Linked DNA regions of Sus scrofa: regions 2 and 3 are each linked to region 1. A link is a contact called in public HiChIP or PLAC-seq data. All regions are on one chromosome and are shown on one strand. The core of a region is the stretch at or near the end of the contact, and the rest is flanking DNA. Distances in the headings are between cores, read along the strand shown. Region 1 holds the start of EGLN3 (egl nine homolog 3). Region 2 has its middle 170 kb from the start of EGLN3. Region 3 has its middle 150 kb from the start of EGLN3.

Evidence for each region. HiChIP or PLAC-seq counts read pairs in DNA pulled down with a chosen protein or histone mark.
Region 2: a contact with region 1 is called in an H3K27ac HiChIP or PLAC-seq map of alveolar macrophages. The contact joins the enhancer-like site here to the promoter of EGLN3 in region 1. A contact is called at or near these places in 5 of 5 promoter capture datasets (fetal liver, fetal skeletal muscle, liver and 1 more), 28 of 47 Hi-C or Micro-C datasets (alveolar macrophages, blood, brain and 13 more) and 2 of 2 datasets of contacts at active chromatin or transcription factors (alveolar macrophages and skeletal muscle).
Region 3: an H3K27ac HiChIP or PLAC-seq map of skeletal muscle shows a contact between it and region 1. The contact joins the enhancer-like site here to the promoter of EGLN3 in region 1. A contact is called at or near these places in 2 of 5 promoter capture datasets (fetal liver and fetal skeletal muscle), 9 of 47 Hi-C or Micro-C datasets (embryonic fibroblasts, fetal heart ventricle, fetal liver and 3 more) and 2 of 2 datasets of contacts at active chromatin or transcription factors (alveolar macrophages and skeletal muscle).

What each region holds. Positions count from the first base shown.
Region 1 is chr7:65,803,986-65,806,872 of Sscrofa11.1, reverse strand. It overlaps EGLN3 (egl nine homolog 3), which reads right to left and starts at 1,360. Exons shown (of 5, transcript XM_001928507.6): 1 at 672-1,360. The coding sequence starts at 1,028.
Region 2 is chr7:65,634,527-65,637,413 of Sscrofa11.1, reverse strand. No RefSeq gene overlaps it. Among named protein-coding and RNA genes, the nearest start is that of EGLN3, 170 kb to the left of the region's middle. Within about 2 kb of position 1,478, at least 36 of the 83 cell types and tissues checked have an H3K27ac peak or open chromatin away from gene starts, as enhancers often do. A contact at or near this core is called in alveolar macrophages, brain, epiblast stem cells and 2 more, where this site is marked.
Region 3 is chr7:65,652,952-65,655,838 of Sscrofa11.1, reverse strand. No RefSeq gene overlaps it. Among named protein-coding and RNA genes, the nearest start is that of EGLN3, 150 kb to the left of the region's middle. Within about 2 kb of position 1,463, at least 8 of the 83 cell types and tissues checked have an H3K27ac peak or open chromatin away from gene starts, as enhancers often do. A contact at or near this core is called in embryonic fibroblasts and skeletal muscle, where this site is marked.

The sequences.
Region 1 (2,887 bases), core at 111-2,610:
CGTATTTCTGCCAATCTACCTGTAAATGCTTCCAGGATAAATTACTACCCAGAGAGCAACTTGTGGCCATGTGAACAAAAACATGGTTTCTTTCCAGAGGTACTTGACTACCCTCTCTGGATCACTTAACTGGTTGTTCTGATGGATTTCCCCAGCAATTGATAGTTAGGAAAGGCAAGTGGTGGCCTGGGCTCAGCACCAGGAGAGCATTTTTACATCAAGTGGGTGATCTAATAGTGTCCCGGGGGCAACAAGCCAAAGGCAGCACTCAAAAGTGTAGATGAGCCTTACTCCTTCACAAGTCAAATTCTTCTCACATCTGCCAAATCCCGCAAACCAAATGCCACATCGTGAAATCACACTGTCTCTAGAATTATTTAAAAGTGCTTATGTCGGAATCTCCTCCACACAGGGAAGGCCTGAAGGGCAATATGAGGTGACTTGAAAGTAAACATTTAAGGTCAAGAGTTTCAGGTGTGCCTCGGATCATACATAATGTTTCTTATAACCTGTCCAAACATGGGAAGGGGGTTGGGGGACGAGGCAGGCTTCTTGCTTCTTGGTTAAAAAACTAAGGTTCGCTTGCTGCCCTGTGAAGGCAACAATCAGCGCACTCCGAACGTCCCCGGTCCCCGCGGGCTGCAGCAGCCGAGCGTCCGCGCACGTCCTACCTTGGACCTTTCCTTGACGTAGTATTTGCCCAGCCGGCTCCCGCAGTACAGGACCAGCCTGTCGAGGAGGGACAGGAGGAAGCTGATGGCCTCGCAGCCTTCCTCGTTGCCTCCGATCCACGTGATCTGGTCGCCCCGCAGGTGCCGCTTGGAAACGCCCGCGCGGGGCCCGGCCAGCTGGCCGTCCCGCAGGGCCCCGGTGCAGTGCAGCTGCTTGACGCGCTCCAGGACACAATCGCCCACCACCTCGCCCAAGAAGTTGTCCAGGTAGCAGAAGCCGACCTCGTGCAGACAGGGCACGATATACTCCAGGGCGATTTTCTCCAGATCCAGCCTCATGATGTGTCCTAGGGGCATCGTGCCCACAGAGCCGAGGTCAGGGACCCCCAGCGTGCACCCAGAGAGGGAGCGACCTGAGTGTATGCTCAGCCCAGGCGCGGGGAGCGTGGCCTGGGGTTCAGCTACCTGCGACGGCCAAGGTACCCGAGCCGCCGCGGCGCCAGGGAGAGGGGAAAGTTGTTCGTAACTCTGGGAAGGAGTGATCCTGTTCAGGGACCGGCGAGAGCTGTGTAGGGTTTCACGACTCAGCGCCAGTCTGGCCCAGTGAGCAGGCGGAGGGCCCCTTTTGGAAGCGCAGAGCCACCACTGGTGCGTCGGCGGCCCCAGGCGGGGAGGAGAGGCTGAGGTCCAGCCCCTGAGCCTGCCGACTCCTAGCGTCACGGACCCCGCCCAGGCTCCGCCTCGGGACCGCCTCCGGGACAGCCCTTCCTCCCCGCCCGCCACCCCGCCGGGTTTACCCCTGGCCCAAGAAACCCGGCCGGCGAGCCCGGCGCCCGCCTCGCTTGTTTGTGACCCGAAGAGGGCCTGGAGAACCAAAGGCATTTTTAGAATGCTATCGATTTGCATATTGTTTTACATAAATTCCCAAAACAAACTTGAAAAGCTGCTTTCCAACTCTTAAAATGTAAATGAAATTAACAGCATAGTCTAGGCTCACAGGCTTTTGATTAAAATAATAAATCCAGGAGCAAATATTTTAGCAACGATCTCGTGCTAGGTTTACCTGCTACCTTATTCCCCTTTCCTCTGCTGTTTTGACCCAGGTCGGCAGCTTCAAGCCATTGAGAGACAGGGAAGAATCCAATTTTAACTAAAATTAACAAGCAGCTCCCTGACCCCTGCTGTATTCAAGGTCTTATGCGCTCAACGAAGGAGGGTGTGAACAGTGAAGAAATACTGGGTCGTTATCTCCTGGAACCCTGAAAATACTGTATTTTGCTTTGCTGGATGTTTTCATCTACTTACCTACCTTTCAGGCTTCTTACTAAAATACGATGTTCTGAAAGTCAGCCTTCAAAATTATCCACATGCTCATGTAATAGCCAACATAATTATGTTCCCCCAAAGGATAATATTCTAGATTTTTCACCTGACTTTTCCCACAGAAAACCGCATTTATGTGGGAGAGAGGGCCACTACTGAGACGACTCCTTAGTTATCACAAAGGTAAGCCGATTTATGGACTTTTAAAATTCCCTTTTCTACTGAACACCAGAGGACAGAATCAGGAAAAAAAGAGTCGTAAATTGTGTGCAAAGCTATGTCTATGTTTTACGTTAGTTTGCACGTGGGTTCTTCATTTAAGTTGAACAAAAGAATGCACAGTTTTCACATTAAGTTGTTATGTAAGTTACATCACATAAGGTCTTATATAAAGTTGAACCAAAACAAAAAAAAGGTTGAGCTGTTTTTGTTTTCTCTTTTAGTTTAAATAAACTGAATAGGAGTTCCTGTTGTGGCTCAGAGGGTTCCGAACACTACATAATGTCCATGAGGATGTGGGTTTGAGCCCTGGCCTCACTCAGTGAGTTGGGGATCCTGCATTGCAGTGTAGATCTGGCATTGCTGTGGCTGTGGTGTAGGCCAGCAGCTGCAGCTGATTCAGCCCCTAGCCTGGGAACTGCCATATGCTGCAGGTGTAGCCATTAAAAAAAAAAAAAAGGAAAAATAGATAAATTAAAAGTATAGTTAATATTTGTTTAAGAAGTTAAAAAAAGAAGAATGTACGGGCGTTAGAGGTATTGTTTATTTTGAACTCAGTCCCCTACAGTTTCTGCACTTTTATCCACCGGGCCATGGCCCTCTCCTCTTTGCATCTGAGGGGAGAAATATGAAAGAAGAAATGGAATGAAGTCCAGGCCAAGAACAGAGAGCAG
Region 2 (2,887 bases), core at 229-2,728, 170 kb after region 1:
CCTGAAAGGCACAGATATCTTAATTCCTCCTGAGGTGAATGAGAAGTATGAAAACCTAGGTAAAATAATTTGTCTCCCAACTAGAGCCACTTCTAAATGTAAATGTCCATGATCTCTTTTCTTCCAAGCATGTATCAGCAAGAGGCAGCCCTGGGTGCTGTCAAAGGGCTATGTAAATGGCAGACCACAACCCCCCCCCACACACACCCAAGGCATTACTGCAATCCATACTCACTGTCGAATACACAAACACACACACACAATCCTGCATTTGTCCAGAGAAATGAATGGCCCAATTGCCCAGCAACTGGTACTGCCTGGTTCCTTGCTGGCTGATTTCCAGAAAGCCAGAGCAAAAGAAGGCTGGGGTCCCCTGTGTGGGGGCAGGGGATAACTGCCAGGATCCCCAGCAGGTATCCAATAACTGGGAATGAGTGGTTCCTGTGAATGAATGGGACCACTGGGCAGTCCTAACCAGCATTAGAGCAAAGTCAAAACATATCATCTGGAGGCCTGGACATTCACAGAAAAGGCCTGAGCCAGGGGCAGCCTACATCAGAAATGGCACCTCTCCTCCCCAGAAAATTCCCCTTCCACCGCACTCAGCCTTTCCCCAATTCATCCTGGTGAAAGCTTCCAGGGGGCCCTGGCAAGTGTCCCACCCACTCTGGCTCACCTCTCATTCATTCATTCATTCACTCATTCAGCAAAGCTCAACAGTCACCTACTGTATGTCAATCATTGCGCCAGGCCCTGGAGAGGCAGGGAGGCCAGACAGCCTGCCTGCCAGCCCTGCTGGGGTCAGGGAGGAACCTGCCCCTCTCCTCCACTCAGTCCAGCACGCTACACACCAGGCCAGCTCTTCAGAGATCCATGGCTTCTCCATTTTTTTTTTTTTTATTATTCCTAAGGCCTCAAGAGCAGCAGCTCAGAAAATCTCTGTCTTTTCACTTGCATTACAGGATTTTTTTTTTTTAAGCAGCAGCCTTACCTTCCAAGAAGCCTGTGGCTTAGGCCAATATTTACATGTATTTGCATTTCCTTTGTACACAGGCTGGGGAAAGAAAGTGTGGGGAAGGGAGTTTTGCCAGGGAATGAAAATGCGCCTGAAGCCAATCCCCAAAGTGCTATTTGCAATTGCCAATTTAAAATCAAGATGCAACTTGTTTAACTAAAACTCAGGTAATTTCTATCACTCCCACCCTGGCTCTTCTGCCCCTGAAAACTCACAGGTCATTAGCTGAACCCGTGCATCTCTCCCAGTCCTGTGTTTGGGAGCTGTACTTTGTCTTGGTCTTAGAAGTACTGGAAATTTTTTCTCTAATTCTGCAGGTTTGGGTCATTTTCAGAGAGCTCTGTGGGCACCCTCTGGTGGCAGACTGAAAATTTTCCCGTAAAGACTGCAGTGGAACCGGAATGGCTTTGTTTGGCCGTCATGCTCTAGAGGTGGAATGTTGGACACTGTAAGTTGATTGGCTGTACGTCGTACCACCCCTATCGTCACGTGAGCGGTGGCCCCGCCCTCTCAGGAGGCCTGGTACCTTATAGAAAGCGCAGAACTAAGACGCAGGGCCTGATTTGTGGGGACAGTTTTTCCAGGTCAGCCTGGGTGAGGCGGATGAGGGCAGCCCTTCCTTGGGCTCTGAGAGGATTCGCCGCCCAAGGAGAAGCCGCTGCATTCCCGGAGCAGCCCAGGCAGCCTGAAGGGCTGTCTCCCTGAAGTTCCTGCTCCTACGCTGGTCTAAGGGCAACCATTCCTTAGAACCAACCGGCCTGCGGCGAAGGGGCCAGGATGGGAGGGAGGAGGAGAGGCAGGAAGGGAAACGCTCCACCTGAGGATGAGCGCCCCCAACCAGGCCCTCAAACCAGGGCATCCGATATCTGATAAGCATCACTGTTCTGTTAACACAATAAATAGCCCACCTGATTTTTCCTTAGCTTTTTCTCCAGGGATTTTCTTAGTCTCAGGACACGCCCCAAAGTTGGTTCAGGTGGCCTTCATTTCACAAAAAGAGGCCCAAGGAGGTTAAGTACTAAAGTGCCTTCACTGAGCCTCTCGGTCCAGTGATGCTGTGAAATATTTACCTGCAGCCACTGTGGTCTCCCCCACATCCGACCCGCTCTCCATTATACAAGCCAGTCTCGACCCGCAAATCATGACCAGACCTCTGAAGGGCAAGATCCTAAGGGTAAATTGGAGGCACAGGGGAGCAGCCATGTCACAGGAGGGTTCCAGAAGCTGGAAAGAGAACCAGATTGCTCAGATTCCAGACTCTGCCGTCTGAGGCCCCAAGCCTTATCATCCTGGAAACAAATAGGCGTTGTCTACCAGGAGCAGCCTTCTTTATTGCTACCATTTTTTCATCTGCTTTCTTTCACAGCCAGGCCTCAGGGCAGAAGGGAAGCCCAGCTCCCCGGGAGCCATCAGTCACCCCACAATGGTGATGGCAGCCCTGTCTTGCCTGGCTAGGTCTGAGAGCACCACTCCAGGGATAAAGTCTCTGGTGGACAACCCAGAAGCAGACCAAAAAAAAAAAAGGCAGCATTGACCATTGACCATGCCTGTGGGAGCAGACAATTCAACTATGCACTTAGCTACCAACCCAGAGGCAGGGCAGTCCAGAGAATCTTAATCTGAACTGAGCATGCTGATTTCTCCTCTAGCCCATGCTTCCAGCAGATCGCAAATGCTCCAACAAGGTTACTAGGTGGCAAATGCACGGGATGCAGCAGGCAGCCTGCTCATCAGAGCTAAGGGAGAGCTGGCTCAGTGCAGCCACCACCCACTCTAAACTCTTCATACAGGTAAACTCAGTAGTCCTCATGACAACCCAAGGAAGGAGGTACTGCTGTTCCCCCATGAAAGAGGACACTGAGCCAGAGAAAT
Region 3 (2,887 bases), core at 214-2,713, 150 kb after region 1:
ATTTTTTTTCCTAATGAATGTTCCATGTTCGCTTGAAAAAATGGATAGTTTGGCTTTTTGTAGTAAGTAGTGTCCTATAGACATCAATTAAGTCCAACTGGTCTATTGTCTCATTAAGGAGCTCTCATACTGATTTTTCTGCCTGGATGATCTGTCCATCGCTATCATTGGTGTGTTAAAATCTCCTACTATTATTGTATTCCTGTTGATTTCTCTCTTTACGTCTATCAGCATTTGTTTCATATATTTAGGTGTTCCTATATTGGGTGCATATATGTTAACAACTGCAATACCTTCCTCTTATATTGATACCTGTATCTTTATATAATGTCCTCATTTGTCTCTCTTTATGGCCTTTGTTTTTAAGTCTATCTTGTCTGATATGAATATTGCTACTCCTGCTTTCTTGTTGTTTCCACATGCATGAAATATCTTTTTCCATTCCCTCACTTTCAGTCTGTGTAGACCTTTCACCCTGACATCTCTTGTAAGCAGCTGATTGTAGGTTAATGTTTTTTATTCAATCTGCCACTCTAACTCTTTTAATTGGACCATTAATCTATTAACACTTAAAGTAATTATTGATGGGTATGTACTTATTGCCATTTTAAAACTTGTCTTCCAGTTGTTCTTTGTAGTTCTTCAAAGGAGGATTTTTTTTTTCTTAATTTGAAAAGACTAAGCATTTTTATCTGCAGATGAGAAAGAACTAATTGACAGTAAAGAATGAAAGATTCTGGATGGGAAAAGGACTTTGAGAAGAAATGAGATCCAAATCACAGGTAGAACAATTGTCTAAGAGGAAAGATATTCCCTGTGATGAGAATGAGGTAGAAGGAGAGGATGAATGCGAATGTAGGTCAATTTATTTTCACTTCAGGGAAGGTTAGATCATCTACTGAGAGTAAGAAGAACTGAAATATGGGAGTCAGAACCTTGAAGATAGTGGGGAATGTTAGAAATAGGCACTGGGAGAACCACCCAGTGAAATGCCATAGAATTGCTGAGCAGTGATGAGGCCTGGGTTGAGAATGAGGTCACCAGGAATTTATAGTGGCAATCATCACAGTACTAAACATGGTATGTTATAATATTCACAGGCCTCTCTTAATATATATGCCTGACAACCTGGAGTATCCACTAAATGTTGAATAAATGAACAGACTCAGTTTAAGTGAGTCCTCCAATTAAAGGGCCACATCTCTTCCACCAACATAGTTTCATCAGCTGAAACCATATAACAGCTCTCTCGGGTCTCTCTCTCTCTCTCTGATATTTTTCACCTAAAGAAATGTTGAAGTGGAAAATGTGTTTTCCTCTGCTTTTGTGCAAGTTTATTATATATGTATACTTTGTAATGCATGTATGCTATAAAATGTGTGTATGCATTAAGTAGTTTTCCAAAGATCACTGGGCAGAGCAGAGCTCAGGCTAACTCAGGTCACCTGACTTAACATTCCATATACTGGGCTAAGAGATATACCATGTGAAACTGCCAGGGAGTGCAAGACGATTCACTAGGCCTTCAGTGTTCCCTTCCTTCCCTCCTTCCCACCCGCTTCTTCCTTCCTCTTTCCCTTCCTCTCTCCATCACTCCAACTTTCCTCCCTCAGCATGATAGACCTCTCGAAATCCTTTCTGATCTCCCCACTAAGCTGTCCCCCAGCTTCATTATGTTTAAGCCTTCATTTGCACATGCTCTTGACACCTGGTGTTTGGTGGCAGAAATGGCTGATAAAATTCCACACTGATTAATTTCATGTTTAATCTAACTGATACTTCTGTAGCCTTTGCAAATAACCTTTTTGAACAAAAACTGCAACGGCTCATTCCAAACCCGATCAAAGAGGTATGCATGACTCACAGCCACTAAATAAACATTGATGCCTGATGGCAGTAATATGGCTATTTATATTCACAGGCTGATTTAACCAGTGGCATTCCTGTAATAAGATAATAAGCATGAGCTGTTTACTAGGAAAAAAAAGGAGAGTCTGTGGTGCTGGTGTTCAATAAGATCTCTTAACAGGCAAATGAGTCTCTGAAATTGGTTGGCAAATACATCCAGAATGAGATGTGCTAATTAGTTGCTGTTACTGATTTTCTAAAATAAAGAGTTTAAACTTAAATTAGCCCTGAAATTTAGTACAATAAAAAATACTGGCTATATGATATCCTGTTGAGAGTCTTATACATTATATCTAACATACGTCCAGCAATACAATGAAGAAACAAGAACTCCACACTTAAATCACCAGATTTTAAACAGAAACTAAGGAGAGGTTTTAAATGTGGTGAACTATATTTGAATCAGGTTTAAATTTTTTTCTATTCAGAGAGCATTTGTAGGTGATCCTCTAGGCTATATTGGTTAGAGATCTCTATTACTGTAAGCTCTTTAATTTTTAAACAGAAAGAGCAAAAGAATGAAAGAATTATCTTAGTCACGTTTGGAAACCCTTTAAGAATAGATTAAAGCCATTCAGAACAAGATCACAGAGGTTCTAGGTAAACATGTAGGAGACAATTATCTCAACTCAGAAAAAAATTGATAAAAGCATCAAGCCCGTGAAGTTACTCCCAATACCTTGCAGTTTTTCCTCCACTGAAATAAGAGCAGCAGACATGTTTACTTGCTCCCTTTTTCCTTCTGCTATCACTCCAGGCAGCCTGTTCCAGCTGCTAAAGATGCATCTTCAAACCTCCACTTTCACTGCTTCCTTCACCAAGTTGGAAGGCAGGCCTCTGCTGGGACTTACAACTTCAAATAGTGAGATGATCTCAGATGACATCCAAATATTATTTAAAAAAAAAAAACAAATATTGCATCTAAAAAACATATGACCAAGTCACAAAAGGATTCAGCTTGTGTATCTATCCTTTTCCC